Regions from separate parts of the Mus musculus genome. Here all the other regions are linked to region 2. The links are chromatin contacts, called in public HiChIP or PLAC-seq maps. All regions are on one chromosome and are shown on one strand. The core of a region is the stretch at or near the end of the contact, and the rest is flanking DNA. Distances in the headings are between cores, read along the strand shown.

The links. HiChIP or PLAC-seq counts read pairs in DNA pulled down with a chosen protein or histone mark.
Region 1: an H3K4me3 HiChIP or PLAC-seq map of bone marrow-derived macrophages shows a contact between it and region 2, with 2.9 times the contacts expected there. The contact joins the enhancer-like site here to the promoter of Myl12a in region 2. A contact is called at or near these places in 7 of 39 promoter capture datasets (the 3T3-L1 cell line, the C10 cell line, the HPC-7 cell line and 4 more), 1 of 484 Hi-C or Micro-C datasets (bone marrow-derived macrophages), 11 of 115 datasets of contacts at active chromatin or transcription factors (bone marrow-derived dendritic cells, bone marrow-derived macrophages, effector CD8 T cells and 6 more) and 3 of 9 other capture datasets (adipose tissue, liver and macrophages).
Region 3: an H3K4me3 HiChIP or PLAC-seq map of bone marrow-derived macrophages shows a contact between it and region 2, with 4 times the contacts expected there. The contact joins the enhancer-like site here to the promoter of Myl12a in region 2. A contact is called at or near these places in 22 of 39 promoter capture datasets (the 3T3-L1 cell line, the C10 cell line, the HPC-7 cell line and 10 more), 1 of 15 datasets of contacts at CTCF or cohesin (embryonic stem cells), 1 of 484 Hi-C or Micro-C datasets (the AML12 cell line), 33 of 115 datasets of contacts at active chromatin or transcription factors (the SCID.adh cell line, T-cell acute lymphoblastic leukemia, bone marrow-derived macrophages and 20 more) and 4 of 9 other capture datasets (adipose tissue, liver, macrophages and 1 more).
Region 4: a contact with region 2 is called in an H3K27ac HiChIP or PLAC-seq map of the NIH/3T3 cell line, with 4 times the contacts expected there. The contact joins the enhancer-like site here to the promoter of Myl12a in region 2. A contact is called at or near these places in 12 of 39 promoter capture datasets (the 3T3-L1 cell line, the C10 cell line, the HPC-7 cell line and 7 more), 8 of 115 datasets of contacts at active chromatin or transcription factors (the NIH/3T3 cell line, the SCID.adh cell line, bone marrow-derived macrophages and 3 more) and 4 of 9 other capture datasets (adipose tissue, liver, macrophages and 1 more).
Region 5: a contact with region 2 is called in an H3K4me3 HiChIP or PLAC-seq map of embryonic stem cells, with 12 read pairs. The contact joins the enhancer-like site here to the promoter of Myl12a in region 2. A contact is called at or near these places in 6 of 39 promoter capture datasets (the C10 cell line, the HPC-7 cell line, cranial neural crest and 1 more), 1 of 484 Hi-C or Micro-C datasets (bone marrow-derived macrophages), 8 of 115 datasets of contacts at active chromatin or transcription factors (bone marrow-derived dendritic cells, bone marrow-derived macrophages, embryonic stem cells and 2 more) and 1 of 9 other capture datasets (macrophages).
Region 6: an H3K4me3 HiChIP or PLAC-seq map of bone marrow-derived macrophages shows a contact between it and region 2, with 3 times the contacts expected there. The contact joins the enhancer-like site here to the promoter of Myl12a in region 2. A contact is called at or near these places in 4 of 39 promoter capture datasets (the 3T3-L1 cell line, the C10 cell line, cranial neural crest and 1 more), 2 of 484 Hi-C or Micro-C datasets (bone marrow-derived macrophages and neutrophils), 5 of 115 datasets of contacts at active chromatin or transcription factors (bone marrow-derived dendritic cells, bone marrow-derived macrophages, effector CD8 T cells and 2 more) and 3 of 9 other capture datasets (adipose tissue, liver and macrophages).

Annotation. Positions count from the first base shown.
Region 1 is chr17:71,335,947-71,340,504 of GRCm38.p6, forward strand. 4930471L23Rik (RIKEN cDNA 4930471L23 gene) reads left to right here. Exons shown (of 3, transcript NR_045460.1): 3 at 3,530-3,800. It also overlaps the pseudogene Gm4566. Among named protein-coding and RNA genes, the nearest start is that of 4930471L23Rik, 23 kb to the left of the region's middle. Within about 2 kb of position 1,790, at least 15 of the 459 cell types and tissues checked have an H3K27ac peak or open chromatin away from gene starts, as enhancers often do. A contact at or near this core is called in the HPC-7 cell line and bone marrow-derived macrophages, where this site is marked.
Region 2 is chr17:71,000,153-71,004,553 of GRCm38.p6, forward strand. Myl12a (myosin, light chain 12A, regulatory, non-sarcomeric) reads right to left here and starts at 2,381. Exons shown (of 4, transcript NM_026064.2): 1 at 1,956-2,381. It also overlaps a transcript of Myom1 not described here.
Region 3 is chr17:70,705,364-70,710,344 of GRCm38.p6, forward strand. All of the region lies in intron 5 of Dlgap1 (DLG associated protein 1), which reads left to right. The region is part of intron 1 of Gm36746 (a long non-coding RNA gene); the gene reads right to left. Among named protein-coding and RNA genes, the nearest start is that of Gm36746, 9.8 kb to the right of the region's middle. Within about 2 kb of position 2,083, at least 57 of the 459 cell types and tissues checked have an H3K27ac peak or open chromatin away from gene starts, as enhancers often do. A contact at or near this core is called in the SCID.adh cell line, T-cell acute lymphoblastic leukemia, bone marrow-derived macrophages and 3 more, where this site is marked.
Region 4 is chr17:71,353,242-71,357,636 of GRCm38.p6, forward strand. It overlaps Smchd1 (SMC hinge domain containing 1), which reads right to left. Exons shown (of 48, transcript NM_028887.4): 45 at 145-316. Among named protein-coding and RNA genes, the nearest start is that of 4930471L23Rik, 40 kb to the left of the region's middle. Within about 2 kb of position 2,505, at least 21 of the 459 cell types and tissues checked have an H3K27ac peak or open chromatin away from gene starts, as enhancers often do. A contact at or near this core is called in the NIH/3T3 cell line, where this site is marked.
Region 5 is chr17:71,417,998-71,422,393 of GRCm38.p6, forward strand. All of the region lies in intron 17 of Smchd1 (SMC hinge domain containing 1), which reads right to left. Among named protein-coding and RNA genes, the nearest start is that of Smchd1, 55 kb to the right of the region's middle. Within about 2 kb of position 2,499, at least 11 of the 459 cell types and tissues checked have an H3K27ac peak or open chromatin away from gene starts, as enhancers often do. A contact at or near this core is called in embryonic stem cells, where this site is marked.
Region 6 is chr17:71,285,482-71,290,196 of GRCm38.p6, forward strand. All of the region lies in intron 2 of Emilin2 (elastin microfibril interfacer 2), which reads right to left. Among named protein-coding and RNA genes, the nearest start is that of Emilin2, 23 kb to the right of the region's middle. Within about 2 kb of position 2,855, at least 128 of the 459 cell types and tissues checked have an H3K27ac peak or open chromatin away from gene starts, as enhancers often do. A contact at or near this core is called in adipose tissue, bone marrow-derived dendritic cells, bone marrow-derived macrophages and 4 more, where this site is marked.

The sequences.
Region 1 (4,558 bases), core at 540-3,039, 340 kb after region 2:
AATGCCTGCACCTCTCCTGCTGTCAGTACTGAGACACGATGAGCCCACTCACCAGGTTAAAGGTCGCACACACTGTTAAAAGAAGAAGAAGAAGAAGAAGAAGAAGAAGAAGAAGAAGAAGAAGGAGAAGAGGAGGAGGAGGAGGAAGAGGAGGGGGAGGAGGAGGAAGAGGAGGGGGGGAAGGGGAGGGGAGGAGTGGGAGGAGGGGGGGAAGAGGAGGAGGGCTGGGTAGTGGTGGCACACCTTTAATCCCAATACTTGTGAGGCAGAGGCAGACAGATTTCTGAATTCAAGGCTAGCCTGGTCAACAGAGAAAGTTCCAGGACAGCCAGGGCTACACAGAGAAACTCTGTTTTGAAAAACCAAACCAAACCAAACCAATTTAAAAAAAAAAAACATAAAAAGAAGAAGATAAAGGAGGAGGAGGAGAAGGAGGAGGAGGAATAGGGGAGGAGGGGAGGGGGGAGGAGGAGAAGGAGTCGGCAGGGCACTTCTTAGCAAGAGCCACCTGGGAGTTGTCAGTGATGACAAATCAAAGCCACCTACATTTTACGCTGTTCCTAAACACATATGCAGCCGTGGTCCGTCTTGGAGAACAGACTCGTTATGACTGACCTCACTAGGTTAATGGCGGCTTATTCCTGTCGGTCTCATGCTCAGCAAGCTGAAGCAGGAGCTCTCTGGGTTTGAGGCTGTGGCCAGCTGTGGCCAGCTGTGGCCAGCTGTGGCCAGCTGTGGCCAGCTGTGGCCAGCTGTGGTGGAGCAGCCTTGAATCCTCCTCGAATCCCAGCAGAAGCTGGCCTGGTCTACAAATCAAGTTCCAGGCCATCCAGAGCTACACACACACACACACACACACACACACACACACACACACACACACAGAGAGAGAGAGACAGAGACAGAGACAGAGGCAGAGAGACAGACAGAGACAGAGAGACAGAGGGAGAGACAGAGAGACAGAGAGACTGAAAGAGACACAGAGAAAGACAGAGACAAACAGAGAAAGTACAATTTAATAGGAAATCTTTACCACTGTTCTCAATAGGGTGGTATCCCCCAACTCGTCCTCTAGTCCCCAGAGGTGAGAAGACAGAAAATGTATTCTTAGGCCAGTGGTAGTGCACACCTTTAATTCTAGCATTTAGGAAGCAGAGGTTCAAGGCCAACCTGTTCTACAGAGCAAGTTCCAGACCACCAGAGCTACACGGAGAAACCTTGTTTGGAGGAAAAGAAATAAAAGGAGAAGAAAAAGAAAATGTATTCTCTCCTTACTTAATTTTTTTCTTGGTAAATAATGTTAACTTTCCAAAAACGGAGTACAAATTTAAAAGGAAAACTGTCAAGGCTCACTCCTCTCAGCTCAAGTGCAGCCATTTTGTATGTAGTCTCCATTTTGCCCCTGAGGCGAAATCAAGTTCACGTTCTCAGACTGCTTCCCAGGAGCAGTTATTTGTCGAAACGAATGAGCACATGCCTTTAGTCCTACAACTCTGGAGGTGGGGCAGGAAGAGCTCCAAGATGAGTTAGCCTGGTCTACATATTGGGACCCAGGGTCCTAGTTTGGGTTTTGTTGCTGTGACAAAAACCACTAGGGGAGAAAGGGATTTAATTTGATTAAGCTAGGGCAGGAAGCTAGAGGCAGGCACTGAAGCAGAGAACACTGAGGAGAGAAAGCCTCTCCCAGCTTACTCGGCTACCTTTCTTATCCGGGCCAGCACCATCTGCCCCACACCACCCCGAGGGTGGGACGCACTGCCCACAATGCGCCGGACCCTACAGACATAGGTCTGTCTGATGGAGGAAATTGCTCAATTGCAGTTCCTTCTTTGGGTGCAGTCATTCAAACACCACTTATCTAGTCTCCTTACTTACTAAGAAAGCTGTGAGTCTCTCTTACACACTCAACTGGGAAGACACTGGACCGCTAACAAAACGACTTCTATATATGTGAATTCATGGGAGCGTGTGTGAACTGCCTTATAATGAGAGGCTAAAGGTGGGTCAAATGCAGATGGCGAGGGCAGTCTGTACTCATCCTGCAAGAGTATACGCAGGCATAAACACCTACAACTCAAGGTTGAAATCTTCACAACACTGCTTGATATTAATGTTCAGGAAAACCACAGTCAGACCACATGAGTTACCTTTGGCAAAGGGCTCAGGAAGGCCAGTTACAGAACAAAGCTATTAACTCCCTAGGCTATAGGGTCCTTCAGAGGTTGCTACAGTCCCTTAGGGAAGACCACTCCTAACACTTAGACATGGTGGCATACACCTATCATTTCAGCACTAGGGGCCCAGGCAGGATGATCACAAGTCTGAGGTCAGCCTGGTCTACAGGATCCATTTTAGTGCAGCCAAGACTGCACACACACACACACACACACACACACACACACACTTTTGGGTAATGTAGTTTAGTAGTTTAATGGCAAGGCACAAGCATGTGAGAGACTCTAGCTAGGTGCAATCCTCAACATGGAAAAAAAAAAAAAGCAAGTTTTTCTAACTAACAAGCTAATTTTATACAATTTACAGATAGCATATATGAATAAAAATGCTATAGATTTCTTTAAAAAATATTTATTTGGGGGCCAGGCATGGCAGCACACACCTTTAATCCCAGCACTTGGGAGGCAGAGGCAGGAGAATCTCTGTAAGGTCAAGGTTAGCCTGGTCTACAGAGTTCTTGAATATAAGAGGCAGCCGCTGGAGCCCCCACACCCTTCCTGGTGGGCATGTGAACGGGAGCCTCCACACTGTCAAGCGAACCTGGTACAAGGAGGTTCTAGGACAGCCAGGGATACAGAGAGGAAACCCTGTGGTTTTTTTAAAAACAAAAACAAAAAAAAAACCAAGACAAAATTTATTTGGGGGCTGTAGAGATGACTCAGCAATTAAGAGCACTAGCTGCTCTTCCAGAGAATGCAGGTTCGATTCCCAGCACCCACATGGCAGTTCACAACCACCTGTAACTTCAGTTCCTGGGGATCCAACACCCTCCACAGGCAGTGTGCGCACACGGTAACAGATAGACAGGTAGGCAAAACCCCACAGACATAAAATTTAATTTTTTTTTTTACTTAGGTATGTGTGTTGTATGTATGTATGTATGTATGCATGTATACATGCGCTCACATGTGTGGGTGCTGAGGAGGCCAGAGAGATCGTTGCTTCCCCTGGAGCTGGAGTTACAGGTGCTTATGAAAGGCTCAGTGGGATTGCATCTCCAACCACTGAACCATTTGCTCAGCCCCATGAATTCACTTTGTCTGTTACAGTTTTGAGGAAAACAGCCTCCCTCCCTCCCTCCTTGTGCTAGGCCTTCAGTCTTACCTGGCCTCTCTTCCCCAGATAACCCTCTAATTTTGCTTCTGCGGTGGCGCCATGTTTTGCACAGCTGTGTCTGATCATCACAGCGGTCTGCTGGGATCACTGTGCATAGCTCCCTCCCACATCCAGGAATGAGGTTTTTGTGAACATTCATATTGCGGAACATAATGAAGTTATGGTTTGTTTCTCCTAGGGACATCCCTGGGATTGGAACTGATGGATCAAGAGGTAACTCCAGGTTCGCTTGACAGTGTGGAGGCTCCCGTTCACACGCCCACCAGGAAGGATGTGGGGGCTCCAGCGGCTGCCTCTTATATTCAAGTCACCCAGGTGGACTTGTAGTCTATCTTTTTATGATTTTAATGAGGGTTTCCCTCATGAGTAATCAAAGTCACACATCATTTTGGGTACACAGGAAATGAGTTTATCTCCTGTGGAGGAATGTCTAATCTTTGTCCATTCTTAAAAAAAAAAAAAAAGTAAATGTTTTGTTTAAGACAGGGTTTCTCTGTGTAGCCATTACTGACCTAAAATTCACTTTGTAGACAAGGCTGGCCTCAAACTCAGAGATCCTCTTGCCTCTGTCTACCAAGTGCTGGGATTAAAGGTGTGCACCACTGCCTGGCTCCATTCTTTTCTTTCTTTCTTCTCTTTCTTTCTTCCTTCCTTTCAGATTTATTCATTTTATGTATGTGAGTACACCACTGCTCTCTTCAGACACACTAGAAGAGGACATCAGATCTCATTACAGATGGTTGTGAGCCACCATGTGGTTGCTGGGAATTGAACTCAGGACCTCTGGAAGAGCAGTCGGTGCTCTTAACCGCTGAGCCATCTCTCCAGTCCCTGGCTCCAGGCGTAAGTTTTTGAGGTATGAGTGCTTTTTATGAGATTCATGTTTTGCAGATATCTTCCCTAATTCTCCTTACTGATCTTTCTGATGCTCATCAAAGAATCTTTGGAAGAGAAACATTTAAAAATCTTTGTGAAGTCACTTACCTACTCCTCCCACCCCCCAGCCCCAACTCCTTTAAGAGTATTTTATAGTTTCTGTTCTTTTGTTTTGTTTTGTTTTTTGTTTTTTGAGACAGGGTTATCTCTGTGTAGCCTTGGCTGTCCTGGAACTCATTTTGTAGACCTGGCTGGCCTCAAACTCAGAAATCCGCCTGCCTCTGCCTCCCAAGTGCTGGGATTAAAGGCGTGCGCCACCACTGTCTGGCCT
Region 2 (4,401 bases), core at 1,131-3,630:
TCAGGTAAAGGAGCACGGTGACGTCAGAGGGAATCTTTGAGAGTGGCGCTGGTCTCTTTGCTGTAGTTCTAAAAATGTGAAGCTGTAAAATAATCCTCAAGTTAGTTTAAAAAGAGCAGAATAAAACTGCAAATATTTGTTAGGGTTTACGGCAGGATCACCTGAGAACCTCACTTTGAAGGCTTTGTGAAAGATCTTTGGTATGAGACTGGCTGGCTGGCCTTCTAGAAAACAGCAGAAAGTTTCAGATCATCAACAGAGAAGGGAGGGCAAGGGTGGTCAAGGTAGTTTCTATTCACAGATGGCAATGAGTATAACCTTGTTTTAAACCAAGACAGTGCTGTAGCCATGCATGGTGTATGGTGTGGGTTGTTTGCAGTTCTGCCTCATGTATGCTAGGTATGCACTCTGCCACTGAGCTACCCCCCCCCCCCCCAAGAATAAGCGACAGCCTCATGCTTAAGGAAGACATCAGACTGTGAAGACAGTCCTGGAGAGGCTTTCTCCACATGCCAAGGGCAACCAGATTTTACAGAATCTTTAGAAATGTAGACTTTATAGAAACGTTGGTACTTAAGTTTTGAAAACGCTAAAGCTGGTGTGATGGCTGGTAACTGGATTTATAATCCTAGCCCTGGAAGTAGGAAGACCATCTTAAGTTCCAGGCCAGCATGGACTAAAAGGAGACCCTACCCAAACTAACAAACAAATTAACAACAACAACAAAAGAGCAGACTATGAAACTTCTTAAGTAGGACTAAGCCATACAAAGATATACATGAGATTGCCTAAATTAAATAGAATCTCACGTGCCTAAACTTGTAATAGATGTAAAAGATAGAAATTCTTAACAGAACATCTAAACTAAGCATACTTAGTTAATACCTTTTAATAAAAAAGCTCTCTTAAAACTAGTAAATATATCCTTCCAAATACTCCCATTTCAAAACCTCAGGTATTTGGCCTGCTTCGAAGTCCAGATCAAATCTCTATTATTTAATCAGTGCATTTCTTACTAGATGAGATGTGGGGGAGGGGATAGACTCAGTTTTTAAAAGTTGGTATTTCAGTTTCAAGGAAAACCAAGTCTTTATTTCTTAGGCACACTTCCGGTTGACAGTCAGCTTGGATCTTCCCACAGCCACACCCAAAAAAAGTTTTGAGCACCTTTTAAAAGTCATTAGTCGCCAGGATCGACTTGTCAACTACACCTCACTTTTGAAGACAAAATACCTTTCTAATTAATCCTCATCAAAGGCCATCCAGAAAAAAAAGAAAATATCAGCAATTTTAGTGAAGATTCGCTTTCGTCACCTTTTGATACAACGTCTGCACTTCAGATGTTAAAATCTTAAAAGATCTCTAAAGATCTATAATATAGTTTATACGCCTACTGAAAGACTCTTAATAACACTCCTCTGTAGAGTCGACTTAGCCCCCTCGACAGGCAAAAGAAGCTCTAAATCTCCTCTCTGTTCAAATACCGCTTTAAAAAAGTTTTACTTAGAGGGGCGCACACTAGAGTTGTATATCTGAACAGGGTCTTGCTACTACACATAGCCGCGCAGCTGCGACGACAGTTGCCGAGGGTGGCGGTGCTATCTTACGGTTTTATCCGCACACTCCCTCCTCGATCCCGGCAAGTTTACGTTAGCAACTCAACAGAGCTCCGGAGTCAGCTCTCTGGGGCTCTCTGGTTTCGCGGGGAGGCAAGGATCCAAGGCGCGCGGCGCCGGCGAGCTAAGCAACATTTCCCAAGTTCCTAGTGTGGGAAGCAGAGCGGGGTCTGCGCCCCGGCCGCCCCCAGCTCGCTCCAGCTCTCCCCCGGCTCGCGCACACATGCCCAGGTACGCTCCCCGAGCCGCGGCTCCCGCCGGTCCCCGCCGCCCCGCGGGGACACCTTCCCGGGCCGGACCGAGCCGCCCCCGCCCCGCGCCGCGGCCAGCACCACTCACCCTGCTCAGCCGCGAGAACCGAGAGTGAGCGTCTCCGCGAAGCTCCGCCGCTGCCGCCCTCCCAGACTTTCTAACTTTCCAGACTCCGCAGTACGGCCACTTCCGGCCTCCGCTCGCGAACCGGAAGGAAGCCTAGCGGCCATGCTCCTTCGCCTCGGTGCGCCAGCCCGGACGGGAGGGGGCGCCTCGGGGAAGGTGACAGAGCGGATGGCAGGCGTGGGGCGCCGACGGGGAGTCCGGGACGCGGAGTAGGGCTTAAAGAATCCTGTGGAGGGTCTCTCGGTCTAATCACCGGCTCTTCCTCTTTCTCCCGTCTCTTTTAGAATTGTGATTCTGCGCCCTCCCCCCTGTCAGCAGATGGTTGCGCCTGGCCCGGAGCTCTCCCTCTGCCCGCATTCCAGAGCGCGGCGAGAGGCGGGGACCCCCGTCTAAGTCCTTTTAGGGCAATTGAGGAGCCGGGCCGCGGACGTCACGTGACTGGCCCTGGCCCCGCCCCCCAGAGCCCGGGGCCTCCCCTCGCCCCGCAGCTGGAGCGCGCCTGCGCAGGAAGCTAGGGTGACTCACTGTCTAGGTCAGCGCCTCTGGGTCTGGGCAGCGTGGGAGTTTTTTATGGAGTTCTTCACGCTTCCCACGCGGGAGGAAACACTGAAGTTTCAGGGCCGCCGCCGCGCTGTCTCTTTGGTCCACTTAAGAGTTCATGAATTCAATATCGATTGCCCTCTTCCCAAACGTTCTCTGGAACTTTCTACAAGAGTCCCCCTTTACCCTGATGGTGACTCCTGCTTGCTCCACCTATGTCGCTCGAGGGTGAATGATGTAATTGGAATAAAGTGCTGGACCAATTTACCCGCCGGGTCTCCTTGCGTGGAGCAGCTGCTAACAATAGTTCTTATTTAAAGGAAGAGAGATTATTACGAGCCTGGCGGGATTCGTATCCCCAAGACTGGATGTTTTCTTCAAGAAACATTCCTCCCATTAATCAGTGATATGGTTTGAAGTTAACTCAAAAGCAGAGCCGCTGAGGGGGAAAATGTCCTAATCCTACAGATGTCAGAAACAAAATTTTTCTCCCTTTGATACTTGTACAAATACAAATAACTGGGTACTTCATCTCCAGCTCCCTACACCAAGGTCTTTAAGAGTGTGTTCTTCATCTTCAGGGACTTTAAGGGGCCCAACATGACTTTTAAGGAAGACTGGGGACACAGCTGGTGGCTGGCTATGACAGTACAAACTCAGAGGTCTGAGCAGTCAGAGACCGTGGATTCTGAGGCAGTGCAGCAATGCCCTAATGCCTCTACGAGGAGGTGGCCTGTCACCCTGGAAAGCTTAGGCCTTCCTCAGCTCCCTGTCCAGAAGGAGAACACCAAAACCCCTTTTCAGGATGGGCATTATCCGTCCCACCTCAGCTGGAAAACGGGACCTTGTTGCTTCTCTAGGAGCTGCCTGATATGTCCTTGCCAAATGAATCAATAGGTTTAGACTGGTAAGTGCTGTGGGAGGAGGGGGAAGGCTCTGGCTTGCCTGTTTTAAAATGAACAGTTGCTACCTCGGGACTGGGTTGTGGGATGGAAGAGAAAGGGCGGAGATCTACAAGGAAACAAATATGAATAAGTTACAGAAGAGCAAATAAACCTACCTGGGGACTAGTGGAAGATGTCCCAGAGGGCAATTGTGCCGATTCTAGGAGTTGATAGAGGAAAGAGGAGAGAGAAGTGTGTCAGGTCCTCTGGAGGGGCAAAGAACCCAGCTCATATGAAATTGGTTTCTGTTCACCCTGTATTCATTGCCATAGATAACCATGGACATATCAAATCAAGGTGGAAAAGGAAGTCTGCATAGTGTAATGTCTGATATGAAGTTCTAATGACTACACCCACTTCTGAAGGCCTCTGACATCTACGAGCCTGTTCTTTTGTAACCTAACAGAACTCTTCATGAAACAGCAGGTGAGTCCTTTTTACTCCAAGTTTGACAGTTTGGGTTCTGCCCCATATCTTTCCTTTAGCAAGCTGTGTAACTCGGAGAGCAAGTCCCTGGGTTGACCTGAGGCCTAATTTTCTGATATCCCTCCAGCCCGCCTTACAAGGCTTTCTGGTGAAATGAGATCATTTACAATTTCAGTTATTTCTTTTGTGTATATGGATATTCAACTGCATGTACATCTACACACCAGAAGAGGGCATCAGATCCCATATATGTGGGTGCTGGGAATTGAAGCCAAAACCTCTGCAAGAACAGCCAGTACTCTTAACTGCTAAGCTACCTCTCCAGCTCCTTGCTTACTGTGGGTGGTTTGAATGCGATTGGCACAGGGAGTGAGTGGCACTATTAGGTAAGACCTAGTTGGAGTGGGTGTGGCCTTGTTGGAGGAAGTGTATCACTGTTGGAGTAGGCTTTGTGTCGCCTATGCTCAGGCTCCACCTAATGTGGAAAGGCAGTCTCC
Region 3 (4,981 bases), core at 833-3,332, 300 kb before region 2:
TGTGCGTGTGTGGTGTGTGCGTGTGTGGTGTGTGTGTGCATGCACATGCATGTGTGTGTGTGTGGTGTGTGTGTGCGCGTGTGTGTGTGTGTGTGTGTGTATGTGTGTGGGGTGTGCGTGCGTGTGTGTGTGTGTGTGTATGTGTGTGTGTGTGGTGTGTGTGTGCATGCACATGCGTGTGTGTGTGTGGTGTGTGTGTGTGGTGTGTGTGTGCATGCACATGTGTGTGTGTGTGTGTGAATGTGTGTGTGCACTCAAGCACTTATACCACAGCACGCATGTGGAGGTCAAAGGACAACAGTTCTCTCCACTGTTGATCCTGGGACTCAAAACCCTCAGGTTCGGCAGCACACGCCTTTGCCTGTCGGGTCATCTGCATCCGAGGATTTAACAATACCTTATAGAATGGATTGAGCCTTGACCTTCAACAATTCGGGTTTGTTTTGTTTTTCCACGCTGAGGATGGGACCCAGGGCTTTGCACATAGCAGGGAAGAACTCTAGCACTCACCTACAACCCCAACCCAATTCTGAATATCTTTAACCTCTGCTGGTAGAAAATCCATATGGTTCTCTTCACTAGTCAATGCCTGTGGAGTATGAAGCCTTTACGAGGCCCCGGGATGCATCTACCCCTAGCATCCACCTCATTTTGACAGCTGAGGAAAAAGACACAAAAAGATCAAGTGATTTTTTTTTTCCCAAAGTCACAAGGATAGCAGACAATATTGGTACCTGTTGGCTCAGTATGACTCTAAAATGTAAACCCTTGACAGTCAGGAGTCGTGCCTTCTGCCATGATGCTGTTTAATAAATCAATGTGTAATATGAGCAGGGAGGGCACAGTGACCAGATGTCTGTGATCCCGGGACATGAACAGCAGATGCAGAGGATCAGGAGTTCAGGGTCAGCCTTGGTTAGACCTGGAGGCCAGGCTAGGCTACCTGAGAGCCTGTTGTTGTTAAAAAAGAAAAAAATCTAAAAGCAAGCATAGCTGTGTTCAGAACAAAATACTGACTGGGAGAAGGTTCTGTCAGTAAGATGCTGACCTCAAATTCAATTCCCAGAACCCATGTAAATATCAGGCTACAAGGGAAGGTGCCAGGAGACACCCCACACACACAAACGTGCATTCACACACCTGTGTGTACACACACATACACACACACACACACACACACACACACACACACACACACACACATGAACACACTTCTCTTTCCCACCCAGAAGTTGACTTCTTGCCTTGGGTAGGGTTGCTGTATTGATCAAGCCCTGATGCTTTCGCCCCGTGTGGACGGTACGCAACTGTTTATTACTGGACACGTTTTTACTGAACAGAAGCCTCATCCCAGCGGCTGCAGATGCAGTTCAGGAATATTCCATGCCCTTGCCTTCCCATACAGTCGGAGAAGCTTGACAGCAGAGAGGCATCCAACACCTATCACGAAGCAATCGCTGAAGAGAAGTCAGGAAAGGTTTTCTAGCCCGGGCCACTTTTGAGTTGACTGAAAAGAAGCAGGGTGCAGTAACCACACGACCACCAATATTAAAAACCAGCAGATTCAAATCTGACTTATTTCTTTTCGAAGCTTCTGGAACATTCAGAAGGCCAGGCACAGAGTGGGGAAGGAGGAACTTTAATTCCGAAGTTCCCTCCCAGGTCTGGCTTAGGGTTTAAAACTGCCTTTCAATCCTGTACTGCCAAACTTCTCCATGTGCGGAAAACTGGAAGCTCCGCCTTTCATGGATGTGATTGACGGCTCTGGCTTCCTGGGCAAAGACGTAGTAACAGCACATGGACGCCAGGGGGCAATACGGTCCCGCCGAGGACTTGGGAACCTGAAGCATTTGTGACATCTCTGTACCTAAAAGGAATCCTTTAGAGTACCACGAAGGAACAAGAGCACTCTAAATGCACTTTCACCGGAATAGCCCGTCGGCACCGGTGCTGAGCTGCCATCTCTGCATAGTTTGTTGACTTTGCTTAATGCAGCTGCCGGATCTTTTCTGCCCTCTTGCCTAGTAAGTCCTTGAGCCCCAGCCAGCCCCAGCCAGGTCGTTCAAGGTGCTACCCGAGATCAGGTCCTCTGCCTGCATACAGAGTCAGCTTCCATGCCCCTGCGGCCCAGCCACTGCAGCGTTTCAGGTCATTCCAGTCCCAGGCATCATTTTGTTTCCAGTTCGCAGCTGCCAGGTGTCTGCCCTCACTTAACCCGCAAGGATGAAAGATCAAAGGTGTGCCTGCATCTGCCTTCTGTCCCTGCGCTTTCAAATGGTACACATTCAAAAGATATAAATGCGGTATTGTGCACCCTGGAGGGAGTGGTGGGGCAAGGATCAGAGGTGGCACCGGGCACCGGTTCAGAACACGTGGCTATTAGAAAATGAGGAGAGCAATCTCTGCAGCTCCGAAGCTCTGACCTGGTGAAGCGTGTTCAACTTAAAAGACAAAGACTTTTTTTTGCGAGTGGATGGACTCCCCCTATCTCCAACTACAGACATCGGGTCCACAGAACCAGGTGGCGAGTGTGACTCAGTGGTAGACCGCCTGCCTATGGGAACTGAGCAAGCAGGAAAAATAAATGAATCTCACGGTGTTAAAGCATCCACAAGGCTAGCCCAGTGTGCTCGTGCCTGTTGGAGACAGACACTAGCAGATCTGAGTTCCTGGCCAGTCAGGACTACTTAGTGAAACCTTGCCTTTGAAAAAGAAAGAAAGGGGGAGAGGAAAGAAACAGAAGGAGGGAGGGAAGGAGGGAGGGAGGGAGGGAGGGAGGGAGGGAGGGAGGGAGGGAGGGAGGACCCACAAAGCTTGGTTAACGCTTGGAATATTGGAAAGCGGGATGCTATGAATCTGGACCCCAAGTCCCTTGGGCAATCTTTAGCCCCTTAACAGTCATTCATTGCCCACCCATGTTTGACCTTGTAACACCCTTGTGACTATTCAGGTAAATCCTTCTGGAATGTTCTAACAGGCTACACGCTTCCTCCAACCCAGAGGCTAAGAATGCCATCAGATTGCACCTAAGATCGGAGTTATCCCCCTCAGCAGTCATACCTAATAGTCTCACCAATATATTTTTTAAATGTCTTGATTTATGACTTTGTTCTGTAACTATAAAAACTTCATCAAGCTGGGCAGTGGTAGCACATGCCTTTAACCCCAGCACTTGGGAGGCAGAGGCAGGTGGATTTCTGAGTTTGAGGCCAGCCTGGTCTACAGAGTGAGTTCCAGGACAGCCAGGGCTACACAGAGAAACCCTATCTCGAAAAATAAGAAAAAAAACAAAAACAACTTCATCAAACTGTTAGCACATTGGAGAGAGGCATCTACCATGGCCATTCATAGCTGGCTCCAGAATAAACTCTCATTCCCTTTGAGGTGAGAGCTGTGTTTTTGTGTCAAGGCTCTGGATTCCACGCCCTACACAGTTGTGTGTGTGTGTGTGTGTGTGTGTGTGTGTGTGTACAGATGTATTTGTACAAGTGTGTCTGTGTGTATGCACATGTGTTTGTGTATGTGTACTGATGTGTGTGTGTGCCTGTGTGTATATATGCATGTGTGTGTTTGTGTGTGTGGATGGATATGTATATTTGTATGTGTGGATGGATGTATATGTACATGTGTGTATGAATGTTGTGTACGTGTGTGCGTATATGTGTATGGATGTGTGTATACGTGTGTGTACAAATGTGTATATGTGTGTATGGATGCATCTGTGTGTATGTGTGTGTGTACAGGTGTGGGTGTGTGTACAGGTTCTGTGTGTGTGTGTATGTGTGTGGTATAGAGGAGTGAGAGGTATAAAGGAAGACACTTTGAAATTATAGAATGGAAGTTATAAAGACATCGATGAAGACATTTGCTTATGTAACTAATAGAAACAGTGACAAGAGATGCAGGAAAACTGTAGAGAGCCACTTTCCAAGGGAGCCACATTTCCCGTACCTATGGGAACAATAAGTCGAGGTGCATCCCCAAGAGGAAGTGAACAAAACTCTGAGCACAGTTACTGTGGGAAGTGGCAGCTTTGCCCGGCCCTGAGATTGCAGCTTCCTTCTGCTGTAGATGTGGGGTGAAAAATAGCTCCTGACCCAGCAAAAAACAGGTTATAACTTCAACTTAGAAGTGCTTCAGTCTGACCACCACTAACTTCTCAGGACTCCCAAGAAAGCCCCCTGTCCCTATTTCCCCTAAAACCATAAATGAGAGATAGCACAAATTGCACCTGACCCTTGCAACCCCGAACCCACACATTCCCAGGGGCTTCTCATGGCCTCTTTTCCTGGGCTTCCTGAGTTTTCGGGGGTGACCAGCTGCGCCCACAGACCATAGCTGAGCGATTAATAAGTCACACATACTTGCCCACTTCCTGTGGCTGGGAATCCAGGTTTGCACAGCACATGAGCAAAAAGAATAGTGGTGAGTTATTAAGGCTGTGTCGAGGAGGGAGTCCTTATCAACAGCATCAGACAATCAATTCATCTGCTTGACAAATATTTATCCAGCACTTGCTGAAGCCAGGAATCCCACTGTGATCAAAGGGAGCCTCTGTTCTCATGGGGTTTACATTCTAGAGGTGAGTAGTGGCATGGCTCAAATCATCAAAGATGACTGTGCTCCCGGAAGAGAACTTGGGACCGATAGGAGAATCGCTGCAAGGAGGGAGCAAAGAGAGAGGCTCGGGGAAGCTTCTGGAGAAAACCCTCATGCACTAAGCAGGCAACGATGGATAAATGGAGAAGAAGCTCCAGCTAGCTAGCTTTCAGGGACACAAAAGAATGGCGTGGCCAGGCTGTGGGGACAATCTCAGGTGAGACCAGTCAGGTCTAACTTGCTTAGCTGTTGCCATGAAATGTGTCACCCTGCAATGCATAGAGGCTCGTAAATAGACTTTTTTTTAAAAAATCAGATTCTGCATTTTAATCAGAAATGATTACAGTCATTTCTAGTTGGATCAGAAATGTCCCCAGCATCT
Region 4 (4,395 bases), core at 1,255-3,754, 350 kb after region 2:
AGAGGTGTGGGAGGAGGGTCAGTAAATTCAAGGCCACCTCCAAGCCTATGGTGAATTCCTGGCCAACCTGAGATTCATAAGACACTGTGTTAAAACAACAAACAAACAAACAAAACCTGAAAATTCACCCCATGTTTAACTTACCTATTTGTTTCCCCAAGACCACACACTGCTTTGGTACTGGAGCTCCGAAGACCATTCCCCGAAGTTTGTCCATTGGCGGAGCTTTATTCTGAAGGCCCCCAAACTTCCCATTACTTCTAATTCTATCTCCATCTCTAGTCAGGAGTGTGGGGCAGTGTGTGATTTTAACAACCTATTGAGAGCACACAAACACTAATTAGCAAAAAACTGATTCCAACTGCTCTAAAGAGTAATTAAATCTCAGTTTATAAATGACATGATCCGATGGGCATGGGGACACACGCCTTTAATCCTAGCACTTAGGGAGGCAGAGGCAGGCAAATCTCTCTGAGTTCGAGGCAGGCCTGGTCAATAATGTGAGTTCCAAGACAGCCAGGGCTCTGTAGAGACACTGCCTCAAAAACAAACAAACAAACAAAACAACAACATCAACAATAAAGAAATAAATCAAAACCAAAAGAACAGCAAAAAAAAAAAAAATCCAACTTGTAAATAAATTAATAAGCAAGAAAGTAAATGAATAAGCAGCATGGCTGTGGTAGTGTTTTTGCAAAGTTAATAAGCTAATGATAAGTAAAGTGAACTGGGCAGGCAAAAAGCCCATAGACAGGGAGGGAACCGGATGAGTTTTCAAATGGTAAATGTTAGCTTGAACTAGCTTAAACTGGGGAGAAAGGCATCAACAATGAGATTCTCCCAATTAGTCAGAATAAAAATGATCACACTGGATTTAGCATTTTATGATCTCTAGGAATGTATTCAGCAATTCCACTTATGTATGTACTCAAAACAATCTAATGAAATACAGAAAGCTCACTAAGTTACAGCATATCCCCACAGAGAAACAGCATGCACATTAAAAAGCGCTTGAAGGGGCTACGGGAGATCAGGCAATGGTAAGAGTGTTCTAGCATATAAGCGTGAGGAACGGGATGTGGATTCTTAGCATGCACACAGAAGAGCTCATGTGGTTGCACTCACACCCACTACTGCCAGGGGCGGGGGCTGTGGAAACAGGTGGGTCAATGGGCTTGCTAACCAGCCAGCCTCCTAACCCCACACCAACCCACTCCACCCGGACCAACGCGCAGGCTCCAGTGTCAGTGAGACCCTGGCTTAAGGAAAGGTTACAGCTAGTGCAGCACTTCATCTGATATCCTCCTCCGGCCTGTACACACACGCACACGCACACACACACACACACACTCACACTCACCACCCTCAAGTGTGATCGAAGAGCATTATAATTCAGCACATTACAAACATCTAATCCAATCTAACGTTAAAGCTTAAATAGTATCTGAATTATATGAAATATTTACATAGACTATATATAATTTATAGAAATAAAATTACATCTTAAAAAAGTATAATGCCAGAGGAACATCACAGATGCTCTTCCAGAAAACTGGCACTTTTATTTATTTTTGGTGTTAAATCTGCCATTGAAAAGACCCTTAAAGTACAACAATATGAGTGGTCACTTTACTGTTTGATGTGCAATGTCACCATGAGATTAAACTCTCTGAGCCAGCTAGCTGTAGGCTAGGTCTACAGGCGTGGGCTAATTGAAAAAAATTGAATTGAAAAAAAAATACAGTAAATTTAGTGAGCCAAATTTTTTTGTTTGTTATTTCAAGACAGAGTTTCTCTGTGTAGTCCTGGCTGTCCTAGAACTGGCTCTGAAGACTAAACTGGCCTCAAACTCAGAGATCTGTCTGCCTCTGCTGAGATTAAAGGCATATGCCACCACTGCCTGGTAGTGAGCTAAAAGTCTGCAAATTTCAAATTACTTGGTTTGGTAAGAGAAATGATTATGCATTCTTGGTTTTGATTTGGACTTATATGCTTTCTAAAGGTGAACACAAGGTAAAACTGGGGGCAGGAGCTACATAGATGGCCCAGTGAGCAGGCTGAGCTGGGGGTGGGGTGGTGGTAGAGGTAGCACTTGCCTTTAATTAACCCAGCCCTTGGGAAGCAGAGACCAGCCTGGTATATAGAAAGAATGCCAGGGTAATAACCAGGGCTACACAGAGAAACCTTGTCTTGAAAAACAACACAAAACAAAACAAAAACATAAAAAAACCTAGAAACCCTAAGACAAAGGCCTACAAACACAAAAGAATGTAAGTTATTAAACAATTAAAGATACTCCAGTGGTAAACTGCCCTCTTGTAAAGATGCTAAATGCTGGTGAGCCTAGCTGCCTGCAAAGGCACCAACAAACAGTAAACAGAACTTTGTTCTTTCAAAATCATTATGCTCTTGACCCCATAACTTCCACTGTTCTCAACCAGTGGGTTGGCAATCCCTCGGGAGGCTCACATATCAGGTATCGTGCATGTCAGATGTTTACATTATGATTCATAACAGAAGTAAACTTACAGTTATGCAGTAACAATGAAATAACCTTATGGTGGGGGGTGGCCATCATGACATGAGGAATGTTAGTAAAGGTTGCAGCTTTAAAGGCTGAGAAGCACTGGTATAACATCATGTGGCCTTTAAATACGAGACAGGATTTTCCCTTTCACAGTCCACCCTAGGCTGGCCGAGAGCTCAGTATATTGTGCATGTTAGCCTTGTACTCACACTCCTGTCTAAAGGAAATACGGGGACAGAGTGTGGAGCAGAGACAGAAGGAAAGGCCATCCAGAGACTGCCCCACCTGGGGATCCATCCCATATACAGACACCAAACCCAGACACTACTGTGGATGCCAAGAAGTGCTTGCTGACAGGAGCCTCAACTGTCTCCAGAGAGGCTTTGCCAAAGCCTGACAAATACAGAGGTGGGTGCTTGCAGTCAACCATTGGACTGAGCACGGTGTCCCCAGTGGAGCATTAGGGAAAGGACTGAAGGAGCTGAAGGGGTTTGCAACCTCATAGAAAGAACAACAATAATCCACCAACTAGAGCCCCCAGAGCTCCCAGGGACTAAAACACCAACCAAGGAGTACTCATGGAGGGACCCATGGCTCCAGCTGTATATGTAGCAGAAGCTGGACTTATCTGGCATCAGTGGGAGGAGAGATCCTTGGTCCTGTGAAGGCTCGATACACCAGTGTAGGGGAATGCCAGGGCGGGGAGGCAGGAGTGGGTGGGTGGGTGGGGGAACACCCTCACAGAAGCAGGGGGAGGGGGAATGGGATAGGGGAATAACATTTGAAATGTAAATAAATACAATATCAAAAAAAATGGTAAAGTTGAAATAGAAATTTAAAAAATAAAATAAAATGAGACTGTGAACCACTACACCCAGCTTAGAGATGGTATTTTTACAGAAACGATCAGGCTGAGGTTGTTCAGTCTCTAATCCAGTGTCACTGCTGTCCTCAGAAAGGGGAAAGGCAGACATGATGACACATACATTAAAAGAGACATGAGGAAGATAGCCAATTACAAGGAAAGGCGAGAGGCTCTGAAACAGACTCTTCCTTCACTCATGGCTCCTAGAAGAAATCACCTCTGCCAATCACTCTGACCATGAACTTCCAACCCAACAGATATGAGATAAAAAATTTCAATTATACATGCAAGTTAGAGCTTTTCCAATATGAGACTGTCCCTTTTCAGTTTTAGATACTACACTCATTTCATTTTAATTTGTTTCAAATTAATGGTAAGTTTTGCATTGGTTTTAACAAGGTCAGTCATTTGTTTATATATCATCCAATGAAATGATTTTTTTTTTCCCTTTTGAGATAGTCTTGTTAAGTAACTCAGGCTGGCCTCAAATTCCAGATCTCTTCCCATCTCACAAGTATTCCTGGCTAATGGAATTTTATACACACCACATGCACACACGGCTCTGCTATATTAAAAATGTTTTAATTCTAGAATTAGAGCTACAGATTTTAAAAGAAATAAAGGACATATGATAGCTCGATTTCTAATTTTCTGAGTAAGTTTCAAACTAGTTTCCATAATGGCCATATCAATTTGCTCCCCCACCGACAGTAAATCAGGGTTAGTCTTTCTCTACATCTTCTTGTTTCTCCATATTTGTGTCAGACTTCCTATGATGGCCATTCTGACTGGGATTAAATCATATCTCATAATAGTTTTAATTTGCATTATTGTGGTGCCCAGGGATGATGAATCCCTTTTTAAAATCAGTTATTGGTCATGTGTCTATTCAATTCTTTAGTCCATTTGCTGACTGGCAGTTTTAGTCCCTTGTATTTTACTTCTGCAATTCTTTGTGAATTCTGGGTATTATCCTCCTCCTGACGGAAAGCCCGGCTACTAC
Region 5 (4,396 bases), core at 1,249-3,748, 420 kb after region 2:
CTGAAAATTTTCACCTGTATGTCTATTGGAGAGATTTGTCTATAATTTTCTTTTTCTGTTATATCTTTATCCAGTTTTGATGTCAGAGTAATACTGTATTTTTAAAAACAATCTGGTAGTTTGGCTTCTTTTCCTGATATATTCAATAATTTGAGAAGCATTGATGTTTGTTCTTCTCTTAAGGTCTGGTAGAACTCATCAGTGAATCCATCTGAGCCTAGAATTATCAATCAGAAATTCTTTTCTACCCTTTAAATCAAGATGTAAAGTTTACTGGGTCAGGCACAGTCACACATGCCTGTAATCCCAGCACTTAAGAGGCAGAGGCAGATGGATTTCTGTGTGGGAGGGTAACCTAGCCAAGTAGGGTTAATAGCCAGGCACAAACAACAACAACAATAAATCCAAGCTGTGCCTGAGTAAAGGTCTCTAAAGAGAGCTTCTCAGACTATACAACTAGCTACAGCAAGCTCTAGACCTCAGTGCCAATGAGAAAAGGACTTAGAGGGACTAAACCAGGCCAAGGATCAAGAACTGTGTAAGAGGGGGCTCAAGGCTATTCAACACGTGTTTAACACATCAAACTCCACACATTCCTCCTCCTCCTCCTCCTCCTCCTCCTCCTGCTCCTCCTCCTCCCTCACTGAGCATTACTATGGAGCACTAATTCACTGTAATTTCAAATTTAAAGAAAGACTGTAGCCTCCCCAAGCCTGAAGCAGGCTTGTGCAGACCTTGTTGCCACTGAGGTGGGGCCACCTATGGTGCAGCTTTCTGTGAAGTGTCAACTGCCCTGAGATTCTGCTACCTGCTGAGAGACTGAACCTGTCTTCCTGAGACATTCCTGAATAAGCAACAGCCTGGTGACCAAGTGCTGACAGCATGGCGACTAAGCACCAAGGATGGACTGGGGGGGGGGGGGGCAGGAATGGGCCTTCCCCCTTTTAAGCACAGTCTCTTAGTAAACTTGAGAGCCTTGATCAGAGAAAATTTGTCTTGGCCTCATGCTTCTCTCGCAGTCTAAGTCTCTTTCAGCCCCAGCCTGCCTTCCAGGAGTACCTGGTTCAAGTAGGCTGGGCTGGCCTCCTACTACAGATTGGCGCCACAAACGGGAACCTGGGAACAGCAGCGAAACACTGAGGGATCGCTGTCTTGTGTAGAGCTCAGCGAGAAGGGAAGAATCAGAAGATCGTATGGGGCACAGTGAGCAACAGGTATTTATGCCAGCGCTGGTTTTAAACTTCATTTTTTATTAAAGTGTTGCTGGAGGTGCGATAGGATAAGGGCTAAGTTGGAACAGTGCTGACCCGGCGCTGTCCACTTAGGGTTTGGCAGCAAGGGACTAGAAACTTCAAAACAGGCAGTTGTCCGCAGTCAAGGACTGCATCCAGCGAGAGGAATAGGGTTTAAAATAATAAAATAAGAGGAAAATGGATTTTGAAACTCTCCCAGAGACAGAGAGAAATCGGGGGATGCCCTGCTTTATTCTCTCTGACCCCTACAGCAGAAGTTCTCTGCCCTCTTTGTGTTGACTAATGTTTGGTGCACCAATCTGTTCACGTGTCAATTCATGTGTGTTTTGTTTCGTTGTCTGAATGACAGAATGTTCTGTGTCCCATGTTGGAAAATAAAAATGGCTAAGACTGTATCTGCTGAGTCAGCAAGACCGAGAGTGGCCCACACCTTAGCCAAGAATCAAGCACAGCAGGGGAGCCACTGCTGAAAAACTGTTTTTTAAAGAAAAGGAGTCTACAACCTCTTAGTTCTAAGGCAAAAAAGCTGATAGATAGTTTTTTCCTAGAAAATTCTCTGCAATCGTGATTATTGTGTTTAGCAAATGACAAAGTGCTTTTTTTAATCTTATAATTATAGCTAGAAAAGGTAAAATTGTTTGATTGGTCTAAATTTATAAGATTCCTGTAGCAACTTAATTTGGTTTTTTACTGGTCTTAAAGGTGTAATATGCTCTGCGTGTCTTCATCATAGAATATTAGCTTATAAGTTATTGGGTATGATTAAAAAGGTGTAACATTGGTAGCAAGACACCTTTAAATTGGTAACTCAGGTTTGGAGTCTTTCAAACACGTGGCATAAAGCAGGCCAAAAAACTAGGCCTCTAAGGATACTTCCAGTTGAGATAATATTTAATTTGATTCTTATCCTAAAAGGTAGACTTAAAGATAAGATTTAAAACAATGTCTCTTTAATGAAGCATTAAAATTTGCACTGTCATGCATTCATAGGTATAAACTGGCAGCCAAACTTTGTAACATGATAGTAATGTTTCTAACATTGATTCTAAAGATGATAAATTGTTTTAAAAGGGTTTTGCTTTCCCAAAGTTGTAGTTATAGTCTAATATTGCAAAAGAAATTTTAAAATTGTAAAATCTGTCCTCACAGCAAGAGGAACAAAGCTCAGAGCAGCCTCTGCAGGGCTTGTGGGACTTTCTTTTGTTTTGCAAACGAAGCCTAAGGAAGTTCTTGAAACTTGCCTCTCCCTGCCTTCAGGGGAGTTTTCTTTTAGCTAAAATAACATTGTTGCAGATCTACCCAGATGGTCTAAATAAGGTTCAAATTCAGAATTTATAAAAGGTCAATCAGGCTGTAGAACTTTTAAAGGCATTATAATCTGGCTTGCCTGCTTCATGTAAAGTTATTATAGGTTTAAAAATTTGTTTTTTCCTTTGCATCCTGATAATTGTAAAGGATTTGCTTCTAGTGAACTGGTGATCACTGGAAAATTTTGCCTCAAGGTATGGCTAATATAGCTTTACATTATGTAAGAAAAAAATTTTATTGTCTCTGCTTCAATACAAGAAGCTAAGAGTTTGAATCTTTCAGTGTATATTGTTTCCTAAGTAGAAAGTATTTTATTAGCTAATGCCTCTAAAGGGAAGCTTACTTCAAATCTTTGCTCTCACACAATGAGCTTTAAAGTTCTGGGTAGTATCTGTTGCTCCAGAAAAGATTCAGAGGCAATATCTTTTTAATATTTAGGGTTTTAGTTATACTAGAAAACCGTGGTACAAAAAAAATCTAAGAAAGAGAAATTGATTTGCCTCAAAATTTTATTTTCAAAAACTTCCAGAAGATGTTATTTGACTAAGGCCTCACCTTAAGGCCTTAAAGTGACTTCAAACCTTTGTTAGATGTTATCTTGACAGACACAAATTAACTGGGAAAGAACAAAAGGCTTTACAGATAATAAAGAAAGCTTTTATAATTGTTATCAATTATAATCAATGGTAATTAAATATTAGCTGCTTATTTTAGCTATGGTTATTTAATATGCCCACAGCAATTCTTTGACAAGAGAAAACATTCATGTAAAAATCATCTTTCTTCACCGCCGACCGTTGGACTACGCGGAAGGCCGATTGTCCAGCTGCTGGCTGCTGCAAGGCAGGGCCATGGGGCGTGGGGGGCAGCGGCAGCACAGCTTTCCCTGAGCAGTGATGGCTCGGGAGGGCACCAGGAAGTGGGTGCCTTCATAGCGGATGACTCAGTGGTGGGCCTGAAGCAGCCTTAGTGCCGGTCAAACGTGCCATGGCCCCCATGGGCATCCGCCTGTCCCCGCTGGGGCTGGCCGTATTTTGCCTGCTGGGGCTCTACCACCTCTACTCGGGCTTCCTGACCAGTTGCTTCAGCCTCTTCGGCCTGGGCAGCGAGCTGGTGGCAAGGGAGGCCAAGGCGGCATTCACCTCAAAGTAAAGTTTTGACATCCTATTAAGGCTGCTGTGGTGCTAATTAAGAATTATAAGATAAATTCGTATATTTTAGAAAACCTATAACAAAAAAATTGTGTCTTAAAAACCTGACAAAGTGTTCCTTGTTCCGAACAGCAATTAAATTGGTTATTGCAGAATACTGATATTTGGCCTATTGCATACCATCATTTTAAATAAAATTGATAATCAATATCCTAAAGATAAATTAAAAATTGTTTTTATGCATGCTTTTGTACTTTCTATAAATTCATGCATGCATTCATCCCATTTACTGTGTTTAAAAACAGCCCTTCTATGGGAGAAAAGTATATGTTATCATGTTGCTTTTCAACTATCTTTGTTTTTCGAGCAGGTCAGTCTCTCCTTACACCCTGATTTCAGCAAGGGTGCAGCCTTGCCTCCAGCAAGCACAGGTGGCAGAAATTCATCAATATGAAGAAGCATATTAAGCATATATTGTGGCTTTGGTCTGATTTGGGAATAAGGTGTGCTATGAGGACCGATCAGCCAATGACGGGCAACCAGATTTCGGAGCCATATCAATGTAAGACAGAGGTACATGCCAAGAGGCCGTGGTTGGTTAATAATACACCACAAAGCCATGTTTGTGTAAAATAAACACAAACAAGCTGCATATATGCTCCTTGACAGATAAGAATGGCTCAG
Region 6 (4,715 bases), core at 1,605-4,104, 290 kb after region 2:
CTCTGCACACGGAAAACCTCAGAGGAATTTCTCCCTACATTAAGTGACAGGCAGGCCCCTGAGGTGACCTTGGACCTTGCTAAGGGGTCCCTAGGGTCTGCATGAGGCACCTCTGAGGGCACAACACAGGATTAGCCAAGTCCCATAAGCCCCAGCTAAAATGGGGTTCCCACTAACATAACATAACATAACATAACATAACATAACATAACACCAGTCGAAAGGGACTCCAGAGGTTGGGGAGCCACTCCAATTCCCAGGAGCCCAATCACACAGGGCACTGCAGAGAAAGAAACAAATAATCCTACCCACTAACTTTTATTAACTTTCAGGGCTGTGGCTTAGTGACAGAGCTCTTGCTGGCTTGAAGGCCCAGTTTTTCCCAAGCACCATACCAAAAGCAGGCAAGGCCTTCACCTCATGCATATTTCAGAACTCCCCAAGTGTTCCATTTGCTACCTCAGGGAGCCCACCCACCTCCTTAGAATCCCGAGCCTCTGTGCACTGGGGAAGTAGAGCTGAGCTAAAGTAGTGCTGTGTCCCCAAGCGCCTGGTCTGTGCTTACAAGGGCGGAGCACTTGTAACACCAACTGCTGACTGAGACAGTTAGCTCATGTCCCCAGTGTAGGGCAGATACACCAATGAAACAGACAGGGGTCAGTCAAGGCAGAGAGCACACGCTGACTCAGGCCAGTCACAGCCTGGCTCCTCTCCCAGGCTCTCCCAGTTGGGACCGTGTCAGCACCCTGTATGTGTGGTGGAGCCCTGTCTACAGCTGTGGCTGACATTTGTTTCAATGATAGAACCTGCATATACACACCGTCAGAACCCCAGCTCACAGTCCACACTGCGGTTCATGCTTGCATGCACTGTGCATTTAAGGTTGGGATAAATGCATAGTGGCCTGTAGCCACCACTGCGGGGTCTTATGAGCAGTTTCGCTACCCTAAAAGTCCCTGACGACTTATCCTTCTTTATCCTCCTCCCCAGGGGCCTCTGGTCTTTATTTTCTCCCTAATTTCTCCAGAATGTCGAAGAGCTGAAACCACACGGGTCTTCTCAGTCTGGCTTCTCTCGATATGAGGGGTATTTCTAGTTCCTCCTGGCTTTTTATGACTTGACAGATACAATAGGCAGGCAGCCTACCACTGACCTACACCCCAACTTTGTTTGTTTGCTTGCTTGCTTGTTTTTTTCAAGACAGGGTTTCTCTTTGTAGCCCTGGCCATCCTGGAACTTACATTGTAAACCAGGCTAGCCTTGAACTCAGAGCTTTGCGTTGCCTCTGCTTCCTGAGTACTGGGATCAAAGGTGTGCATCACTGTGGCCCTGCAAGAGCATTTCTTTTTAAGGCATTGTCTAAAACATCGTTACGAAATACAACATGTCCTATTGCAAGAATTCAATGAAATGAAATCATTGATTGGATTAATAGTGTGTCACTCAAACAAAAGTACTGTATCTGCCCAAGTCTGTGTGATCTAATCTCCTATTTTAAGAAGAAAACTTTATCCTCTGGTCTAAGCAGCTGACAATTCTTCAGTCTTCTCAGAACTAAACTGGACTGTGTAATCCTGGGTTCAAGATGAACTACCTGAGAGCCACACACCCAAGGGTAACCCAGAGCTGTTCAATCCAAGGTGCCCACGAGTCACACAAACTACTTATATTTACATTAAAATAAAATCAAATATTTAATTCCAACAGCCACATTTCAAGTACATCAGAGTATAAATGTTACCACAGAAAATCCTACCAGACAGAGTTTGCTGAAGAGAATAAACGAGACGGTACAGGAAGCTGCAGGGGTAGACCTTGATGTTTGACCTCTATTAAACCACGCTTTCTGAGCCCAGCAGAGGGGACAGACAGCTTGTACAAAGACACCAAATGAAGCTCAAAAACAAATCTTTGCCAAGAGGACCGTCAGCGCGGTGCACCAACAACCAAGGCTCCTAAGCCTGCATTTGACATTCACCTATATTCTAGCGACTAAAACCTGGCACAGATCCAAAGCCCAGCACACACACACACACACACACACACACACACACACACCACCACCACCACCACCACCACCACCACCACCACCACCACCACCACCATGGGGACACAACTTCAGCCTGGGACTTTTCCAGAGTACACACTTTCTAGTAAGTTCTTTCCTTCTGCTCACTGGCCTGCCACAGCCTGAAGCCAACTTTTCTGGCTCAATTTGGCACATGCAGTTCCGGTGGCTCTCAACCTAGGAGGATGAAGAGAGGACCATACAGAATGACTCATCCCGGAGGATCCCAGGAGAGAAATCAGTGTGCTGCCAAGTCACATCTTCCCCTTAGAGCTCAACAAGTCACATCTTCCCCTTAGAGCTCAACTCAACTCTGACTTACTACGTAACTGAGAGTGACTGTCCACCCTCCATTCAAATCCCCAGGATTGGGACCGCAAGCATATACCACCACGCCTAATCGTAAGGAGTACTGGGGCGTTGAACTCAGGTCCTTGTGCGTGCTAAGCCAGCACTGCCGACTGATCCAGGTCCCAGCCTGTGACTTACTTTTCAGAATAAAATGGCAGTAAAATACATACAATATAACATTTAGCACCTTAGCATTTACTTATATATCTATATATTTATTAGTTCGGATTCAAACCCAGAACACTGTATATCCTAGTAAATGTCCCACCTCTGACCCCACCCAGCCCATCGTGACCATTATCATAGGATCAGGTCTGTAGGTCTGTGGGTGACGTTAATCTCCCTAACTTCCCAAATGAAAACCCTATAGTCACCGAACACGTACTCCCTGACACGTCTAACCTCTGTGGTTCATCACTTCCTCTGAGAATTCAATGGCTCCCGGTGCCTCGTGAACACACCATTAAAGCACTTGTCTTTTCATCTAGCCCTTTTCACACCCTAGCGGGTCTTGCATGTTGCAGGGCGTGTCTGAATTTCCTTCCCGTTTTACAAGCAATTCACTTCAACAAACTTGGTCTCCTTGAGAAACTGACAAGACGGTAGACTAATTTTTTAGGAACCACAGACATGCTTTTCCTATTTTTTGTGGGATTTTTTTTTTTTTTTTTGTCAGTGAATGACTAAATAAATGTACTTTTTCTGTTTATTGACCCTCTGCCAAAAACAAATGCAGTCAGGCAGTGAGGGCCATGGAGTTGAAAGTGATTTCAACACTGAAATGTTGGAATTTTTTTTTCTTTTTGGTTTTTCAAGACAGGGTTTCTCTGTGTAGCCCCAGCTGTCCTGGAACTCACTCTGTAGAGCAGGCTGGCCTCGAACTCAGAAATCCTCCTGCCTCTGCCTCCCAAGTGCTGGGATTAAAGGCGTGCACCACCACTGCCCGGCAAAATGCTGGAATTTTAAAATACTTCCCACTTGAATCTCGTGTCTGACTGAAAGTCAAAATGGTCATTTTACACATGGCCATCTCTAAACGTGGTCTATGCAACGTCAGGAGATGGACTCCGGTCCCTAGATCCCTCTTATGGCTCCATTCCAAGCCAAGGTCCTCCTTACAGCTTAAAACACAAACTCAGAGTCCACCTTCCCATCCTTTTCTGCTGCATCACACAGTTTTAATTGGATCACCACATGGAGAATCTGGCCTGGAGACAAAGAAGTGTGAAACATGTAGCTCGGCTCTTTAGGAAAATTCCCCTAAACTTTAAAAAGCCAGAATGCTTAGGCCATGACTTTTTTTTTTTTTTTAATCTGAAATGACTATATGAATCTAAACGTCAGGTTAATGAGTCTTGATTAAAGTTGTTACAAGGTAACAGATCCTAGATCAAAGCAATGCGTTCAGAATGAAAACACCCTTCCAGAAAGGGCGTTCTGGTTCTTGGAATGGGGAGACAGTTGTTGGGGGAGAGCCTGATTATAAGTTGATGGCTTTGTTATTTCCTCTTGAGTTAATTTCCTTACACACTTAGGGGCAAGTTAGGTTTCAAAACCCACTCAGTCTTTTGCCTTGATCATACAGAGTAATGAGTAGGTTTCCCCACACAATTTATAATTATCCTGGAGAAAAAAAAAAAAAGAAGTCTTCATTCCTAAAGAAAGGATTAAAGAAAACTCAGTGTCAAGCCCTCCCCAACTCAGCTACAGCAGATAATGGAGCTGTTATTCTTGGGTTAGCTCATGCATGGGACCTGCCTTCTGAGCAACTCAGTCGAGGTTATCTGGTGCTGGCCGCATCCAGCCCATCAACCATAGATTAAGGCTGTGTTCCAAGGAGGCCGCATTCTTAGCTCTGAGAAGTACATCCCCAGATCAAGTCACTGGGTGTTGGGAAAGAAAAGGGAGTCTGAGCGTGAGCCAGCTCACATGGTTTTAAATAAGAGCTCTCTATGGGAGGCCCATCTCTGTTGTAGGCTGTTCTTCCCATATGTACGGCTTCGGTTCTCATTCCTCTACTCTGTTTCCACATTCCTAGCAGCAGAAATCACAGAGAAACCAGCTCCCCTCCACTCCCTAATGAACTCATCCTTGTGTTCCCACAGTGTGGACCATGAGAACATCTGCTGGCCTGGGTCTGTGAGCCAGCCTTTCTTCTCAGAGCTACTGAAGAAGAATCTAATTTCTAGGTGTGTGTGTGTGTCTGTATGTCTGTGTGTGTCTGTGTGTGTCTGGGTATCTGTGTGTCTATGTGTGTGTGTGTTGTGCATCTGTGTGTCTGTATGTGCATAGGTGT